Regions from separate parts of the Danio rerio genome. Here region 1 is linked to region 2. A link is a contact called in public HiCAR-type data. All regions are on one chromosome and are shown on one strand. Each heading gives the region's core, a stretch centred on a gene start, on an enhancer-like site or on the middle of the called end of the contact. The rest is flanking DNA. Distances are from core to core; before and after follow the strand shown.

Region 1 (3,873 bases), core at 531-3,030, 130 kb after region 2:
TGTAGCAGACAGCTAAATAATATTTAAAAGAGATTACCAATAAGTACACTTAAAATACTGGTTCTTTATTGATATCAATTGTTAAAAGCTATTAAAAACCCCGCGGGTTTACCCCAAGACCCAAATGCAGCATTTGTGGCGCTCCCATCCCCTGCAGCTGCACTATTTATTCAGCTAGTGCTACTTTGGACCGGCAATATAGTGTTTTTTTTCTCTCGCAACTGACCCGACGTGCACCTGAAAGCGATGAGGTGGCGTCCTCTCTCTCTCTTTCTCTCTCAGCTCGCGACTCCTTTCATCTGCATTGTGAAGGGAATGAGGAGGCAGACGCAGCTCTTGGATGAGACGCCGCTATGAAGATGAAGAGAGGGGGAGCGTGAGCTCTGGTTGGCCACATCCAGAGGTGCGACGTGTCTGCGGAAGAGATGCAGCCGCGTGCGGGCCAAATCACTGCTGATTGCTCGTCTGTGCCGCGTATCGACGATATGCACCTTAAAAAATATTTCCCTATCACAGTCTGGGCCATTATTTCCTCATATACGTTTTTGTGTTGTTGTTGTTGTTTAGTTTATCTCCCTGTGCATTCTTATTATTACCAGTGTGGGTTCTTTCACTTTACCAAAAATAAGTCATCCCACTGAAAGTGTAAATGCAATGCTGGTTAAACATTTCAGTAAAATCAAATTGATGATACGATGAGAGCATTCAGTGCATGCAGCTTTTGCACCATGCAAAATGCAGTTCGCGATTAGGCTAAAACAATTGATCAAGTAGAAGTTGATAAAGCGAATGCAAAATATGGTGACGCGTTAAAAAGTGTGACACTGTCGATAATAATGTGAAAATGTGTCAGTTCAGAAATAACATCAACATAAAAGGCTTCAGTTTCACATTTATTATTCCATTATTTACCAAACACAACTGATTTTATATAAGGTGAACTATTTGGCTAATAATTTCAGTAATTTGGGGGCTATTAAAATAAATAATCAACAAGCAAAATACAAAACAACTTTTTATTTACTATTTAATACAAACTACAGATGACCGCACAATGATAGCTAGATAGATAGATAGATAGATAGATAGATAGATAGATAGATAGATAGATAGATAGATAGATAGATAGATAGATAGATAGATAGATAACAATTTAATACTAAAAAAAAATCTAAAATAGTACAGTTCTTGGTTACAGAATTCCACAAATGAAGAAATAACTGTAATAACCGTTTATGAAGCCTGTGAATCAGAACTGTTCCATCAGTATACAAATAAATTAAGAAACGAAGACAAATTTAGCTCAGAAATCACTGCATCCATCTCCAAGTCCCTCTGTGAAGAAAGTCGTGGTTTTTCCTGAATTCAGATTTGCAACAAAAGTCCGGAGTGATGCCCGCAGTACAGGTGGTCACCCTGGCACACAACCTAGCCTCACCAAAAAGAAATTTTGAGTGCAAACCCTCACCTTTTTATTAAGAGATCAGGTTTCTTTAGAAGTTAGCTCTGCAAACGTTGTGAAGACAGCCCCCCTGTCCGGTGAAGGAGGGACGCTTTTTCTATTATACATGAACATGCTTGAGTTATCTGCTGCTCCCGGCGCCTCCCAGAAACTTTGGGGTATAAAAGCCAGGACCTAGAGTTAGTTTAGGCAGTAGGGAGTTTCTGCTGGGGTCTGGATTGGAGTCACAGAAGACCGGACCCTACCGTGTATGATTGGAGTCTAAAGGAAAACAGAACTTCCCTCGCCTCAAAGAGTCTACATGTCTAATATTTAGACATGTTCAGCTTTGTGGATATTCGGCTGGCGCTGTTGCTCAGCGCAACGGTGCTTTTGGCAAGAGGACAAGGCGAGGACGATCGTAAGTATAACTTTTCTAACTTTCCAAGCTTTGCTGGAGGGTAGTGGGTGCAAAGTGAAGAGGCAAGGGTATTTGTGATGCTGTGGAGGGAGGCAGCAATAGAAATAATTGTGTCATGAATTTTTTTCCTATGAGGCATTGTCCTGTCGCCTGAAGCATAGTTTTTATATTCTTCTGGAATGGTGAAGAACTTTTTGCTTAGTCTGGATGTGCATTAGACCAACTGGGCCTTTCACGTTCTGCATGCGTGAGCCTTTGGAGACAAGTTGGCACAGGTTTGGAAACTCTCCTCCAACAGCTGCTAAAAGAGAAAAGCAGACAGGGGAAAGATCTGAAAGTCCATAATGTGCTACATTTGAATAGAAAATGTTAACAGTTTCTTAAGGTGTAAAATATAAATAGTTTAGTATACAGTTATAGATTTGACCAGATGTGGAAAAAAGAAGCTTTAGACATTAAACATGTTAGATTTAAGTACAAATAATCAAAATAGCACATCCATCAAAAAAAGTTTCCCAGAAACAAAAAGAGATGATCTCATTCTTGGATGAGCATCTCTCCGAACTCCATAGTGAATTCTGCTGATTGCGTTAAAACAGAGCCACTCGGTTTTCTGACCAATAGGACAGAGAGAAGAGTAGTTTAAATATAAGTTATATATTTAATGTATATTCCAGACCAATACTTTTTTACCAGTATTAGAGCTGAAGTGTTTTGGACGGTGTCGCGGCGCCACCTGGTGGTTAAATATGCAATGACACCATATTTTGAAGATTCCCCTCCCCCATCCCTTTCACTTTTCCCCCCTCTGTTATGATGATTGAAAACACATGCGGACCCTGCAGACTTTCCACAGAAGGAAAACGTTAGTCGTTGCCAAGCCGACGGTCTTCAATTACTTCATGACGGTCAGCTTTAGCAGACGTGGAAATTTTCCCTCAAGCTTTTCCACCAGAATAATGGAATTTAGGCAAAAGTGCACTGCGCCACCTAGGGGGCATTTTCAAACCAAACAGTTTAACCACTAAGGTAAAGGTGTGTGCGTTTATTGACGCAATGGATTGTTTTCCCACGTGTTTGCATAATGTTTACAAAACAAAGCACACAAGATAAGTCCTCATTTCAGTAGATGCTACTAAATAATTTCGAAAAGTGATAACATCACAGTTTAGAGGTTATTTAAAATCTGCAAAAGTGCATTATAAGCATTTCCCACCCTGCGTCACTCATTTAGCCTGACTACTGTAAAAAAGAAACCTATTGACCTGAATTAGACATGAATATCTAATAAATTATTCGACATACTCGAATATTAAATGCCATCTTTTCTAATTTCATACTTATATAAGTGTTTTTCTCATTACTCCTGCAGGCACTGGCGGCAGCTGCACATTGGACGGCCAGGTCTACAATGACAGGGACGTCTGGAAACCAGAGCCATGCCAAATCTGCGTGTGCGACAGCGGCACCGTAATGTGCGACGAAGTGATCTGCGAGGACACAAGCGACTGCCCCAACCCAGTGATTCCCCACGACGAGTGCTGCCCCGTCTGCCCAGACGACGGTACGACGCCTTGATTCTCCACCTTTTCTTACCCTGGGCGACCCCACATCCCACATTTAAGATATCTGGGAAATTTATCACGGATTCACAACATTCTCTCCCCATTGGATTTTAAAATGTGATCTTCAAGCCACCAGCCTTATGGGCACTCACTGGATTAATTTCTCTTTGGTTCTTGGGTCTAGTAGGCCTGTAAGTCAAAGGTCAAGGCCACAAATCTAATTGGGGAAAACCACAGACTCACTTGATTAGATGATTGTTAAATTGGGCTATTGTTCTGAGAGATATTATTGTTATAAGAGTTATAATAGAGTTATAAGAGACTCTCATTTTAATATTGGTTTTAATTTTTCTTTTTTTATTATTTCCTCAACTCTATAGATTTCCAGGAGCCCAGTGTTGAGGTAAATGTTGTTTTACTTTTTGTTATAAATTACAATATGCCTA
Region 2 (4,239 bases), core at 1,242-3,741:
TGTGGGACAGTAGACAAGATCAAGGAGATCTTTACGTCTCCTTATTACTAGTCTGTGCGTCTCTCACAAGGGTTCAGAGGGCACATTTGTGATCCTTGCCTTAAAAAATTGTCTGCAAAATACTTGAGTAACATTATTTTTACGTTAAGAAAACCTTCACCTCCAAGAGCTTCTCTTCTGTTTTATATTACTGCAGAAAGAGACATTTTGCAAATTAAAGAAAAGGGAATTAACCAGAATAGACATTATCAATATATTCTGTCTCAGATATCATTTGTAAAACTATTATAACAGTCAAATTTTATTTATTTACTTCATGTGTCAAAATCAGATGTTTTCTTTACTGCTGTTTTCTTACTGCTTTTTTCTTGTGTTTAGTGCATTTAAAATGAAAGTGCACAGCATTTTATTTACATATTTTTCTAAAACAACTTCGAAACCAAAGACACAGAAGTGTGAATGGCTTTGGTTCATTGTCAGTATAACAAAATTAATCAGATGAAAGTAAATATCACATTTTGTCTCTTATTACTTGCATAAACAATATGTTTTTGTGCAGTTCACTTAACGGCCACCAGTGTCGCTAATAATAACAACAACAACAAATCTGTTCTCATACTCCACCTAAAATTGTTCCAAACCTGTATTTTTTGCAGTTTTTTCAGTTCATTGACTTTTTTAGTATCAAATACAATGCAAGCCAAAGGTACAGTGGCTGAGAGAGAGAGAGCTCAAATGCACTGCAAGTTAAGAAAACACTTACAAATTGAAAATACGACACCGTGCACACAAATTCTCAAAACACGTGCAAATACAGACATTCACTGCAAAGTGCAGACCACAATGGAAATGTGTTGGAAACCCCAAAAGTAGATGAACCCTGCCGCTTCCTATTAGGAGTCAATGGTGTTGTCGGAGATTTGAGTGGTGATTGTTTTTTGTTTGTTTGTTTTTTTTACATCCTAAATGGGCGATTTTAGGATTTTCATATATACAAAGCCTAATATTACATTTATAAGTAGTGATTTAATAGTAATACACTTAAAATGTCTGTTTAATATGGGTTGTATACTAGTATCCCACTGTATTGCATAGACCAGCATATTTGAGTTCTGAATAAGCCAAATAGGCTCAACCCACCTGTTTACTGTAGTAAAACACTTTCCATATTCAAGTGCATTTTTTTGTTTCCATGTATTAAATAAATAAACTGCCACTTTTCTAATTAAATGCCACACATAAATATATGTTTTTAAACTTACAGACAAATTCACATATTTCACGATCTGAATGATGATAATAGATAAGAAGTGTTTTTTAATACTAGACAACACTTGATGTTTCTTTCTCTGTCAGTGACTCAGTGACAGTTAAAACGAGTACATTCTCTAAGTGGTTCTGTCACTGTGTTTGATCCTTTCTGTGCACGACTGTATGGTATCGTTAATAATAAAAATTTCTACAAGTTTGGAACAAATTGAGGGTGAGGATTTTAATTTCTAATATAATTAACTTTTTAATAAAAGTCTTTTTAACGTAGAAAATGTGCAATGTATACACTTGAATGTTAAGTAAATACTGTGTACATGTATATATATATTTACATAATTTATTTACATTTGCACTTCTTTCCTGGTATTAAAATAAATGCATAAAATTTGTTTGCTCTGACCACAAAACCAGTCTTATGTTGCACAGGTACATTTTTGGCATTAAATAAAATATAGATTTTATGGATACAAAAATATTGTATTGGAAATTATTATCATTATAAATTGATTTATTTATCATGTTTCATGAAGATATTTTTTAAATGTGCTACTATAAGTATATCAAAACTAAATGGTTAATTGGTAATAAGCATTGCTAAAAAGATGTCTTCTCAATATTTTGATGTTTTTTAATCCTCAGATTCCAGATTTTCAAATAGTTATATATCAGCCAAATGTTGTACTATACTAATAAACCATATATCAATGGAAACCCGATGTATAAAAAAAGAAAGAGACCCTTATAATTGGTTTTATGGTACAGGGTCACATAATTATTATACAATTCATTAATCCCATTCATCCTACAGTCATTAAAAATCTCCATATCAGTCTGCTTGAAAGGGTTTTAACAGGCTGATTGACTTGTTTATAAGATGCCTCACACATGCAGTCAGTCAAGTCTAGGCCATCTGCTTCTTAAAACAGAGCCACTCACCTAAAGTCTACAGAGGTATGTTATTGTCTTTGAGTTGACATATTGACCTTTAACATGTACAGAAATGTCCTCTAAAGAAAATCCACAGTTTTCCATGACAAAAGATTTTACATAAAAGCAAATCTGGTAAAAAAGAACAGCCAGTACAAACTGGCATGTAAACCACTCTGTCCTGCTTCAGGGTGATTTGACCTCCTTAATTACCAAGATGACTTAAGCTGATCAGAAATCTGGATGAAGGAAGTGTGTTTGTTGGGGATCAGTCTCCACCCCCACTTCACCTCTGACCATCTGGAGAAGATCCTGAAGAGACAACAGCATCAACCCCAAGAGCTCAGTTCATCGCCAGACCACAAACCCTACGCATGGTCCCTTAAAGTGCAGATAGTGACCTGTTGCCTCCATCGGCTGACCCACTGACCAATAGGTAAGCGAAACATAACAGTGCTCTTGTCATACTATTTGTATACCAATATAATAGTTATACACCAAGAAAAGTAGCCTTGTGATAGTAAACATGTAACTAATGCTATGTTATGAATGCCATCAAATTGAATTGCAACTTATTCATGGTAAAACTGATTTATCATTGTTAATCACATTAGTATGCTTTTCCATGCTAAATGTGCTGAGTTACAGTACATGTTTAAACATTATGCTTACCTGGGAAATGCTAATGGTCACCTGCGTCATTTTAAGTGACATCCCAGCTAACAATTTTGTGTTTTATAGATGTCTAATAGACATCTAAACATAGAAAGTTTGGCTTAGACAAGGCTAATCTTGGGCTGTCTGTGAAACATCTAAAAATAGCCCAAAACTATACTAGTCGTCAAATAGATAGACTTTATATGTGTAGTCATTCGTTTCTGGTCTAGTCTAGTTTTGGCCTATTTTAAGAGGTCTATTACTTTTCACTGACAGCCCTAATTTAGTTTTGTTTCAGCCAAGATGGCCATGTTCAGACGTCTATTAGACATCTATTATACATCTTTTAGAGACAAAAATGCTTGCTGGATAGTCAAGAACACTTTGTAGACTCTTAATATTTAGGCCTTGTTCTTGGTGATGTAAGTTAGATGGCAAGTTTGTGCACTTAGGAGTTTTGTTCCCTTAGAAGTAAAATAAAATATCCTACTGGACTACAACATGCTTATAATTAATTTTTTGCCCTTGGTCAAAGGAATAGTTCACCCAAAAATGTAAATTCTCTCTTTGTTGACTCAATATTATAGTTCATAAGGGTTTCTTTTTTTTCTGATGAACACAAGGTATGTTATTTTGAAGATTGTTAGAAAGCAGCAGCCATTTAATTCATGACCTACAGTACTATGGATGTCAATGGCTGCTGGTTTCTTCAGAATATCTTGTTTTGTTCTCAACAGATTAAAGAAATTCATGAGTGAATGGTATGGAAATTGTATTTCTTGGATGAATTATCAATTTAAGGAACGTTTTACACTTGTATGAAGTATGGTTAACATCCCGTAATATTAAGCAACCAGGAAACAGAACTGTGCGCACATCTAGAATTGTCAAAGACTAGTCTTTAGCTCTCAATTTTTTTAATCTAACAACGTTTCAACCTACATGGTCCTTATAAGGTTAACCGTATGAAGACCACGCTGGTCGAAACTTTACATTAACGTTTTTTTGAGAGCTAAAGTGGCAGTGCCGATTTTCTCATTACCTTTTTAACATCCCTTTTCACCCAGGGTTATGAAACGTTTTGCTCCATTAACACCACATTGCAGTGAAATTTGTACAGTGTGAAGTGATGTGATATGGCTAGATGTTTAACAATTGAGACCGAATCTTGAGCCTCAAATTTACATAATTTGGACAGTCATGGAAACACTGTGCACTGCATTTGAACTATTGTCTCAGTGTTTAAGGAAAGATTGTTATATGGTGATAGAAAAGGCATCAATTGGAGTAGGGAAAAGATTAACTCAGTTTTAACTTTGTGGTCTAAAAAGTCCATTCAGGGGAAACTTGATAGTGTGGTTTACAATATTTATGGATGCCAAA

The links. HiCAR-type assays count read pairs that join an accessible place to other places.
Region 1: a HiCAR-type map of caudal fin shows a contact between it and region 2, with 4 times the contacts expected there. The contact joins the promoter of col1a1a here to the promoter of gngt2a in region 2. A contact is called at or near these places in 11 of 18 Hi-C or Micro-C datasets (caudal fin, embryo, fibroblasts and 4 more) and 2 of 4 datasets of contacts at active chromatin or transcription factors (caudal fin and embryo).

What each region holds. Positions count from the first base shown.
Region 1 is chr3:21,966,583-21,970,455 of GRCz12tu, forward strand. col1a1a (collagen, type I, alpha 1a) reads left to right here and starts at 1,781. Exons shown (of 51, transcript NM_199214.1): 1 at 1,781-1,862; 2 at 3,235-3,426; 3 at 3,808-3,830. The coding sequence starts at 1,781. It overlaps LOC137490046 (a long non-coding RNA gene), which reads right to left. Exons shown (of 2, transcript XR_011010240.2): 2 at 1,003-2,160.
Region 2 is chr3:21,837,169-21,841,407 of GRCz12tu, forward strand. gngt2a (guanine nucleotide binding protein (G protein), gamma transducing activity polypeptide 2a) reads left to right here and starts at 2,492. Exons shown (of 3, transcript NM_001302501.1): 1 at 2,492-2,635.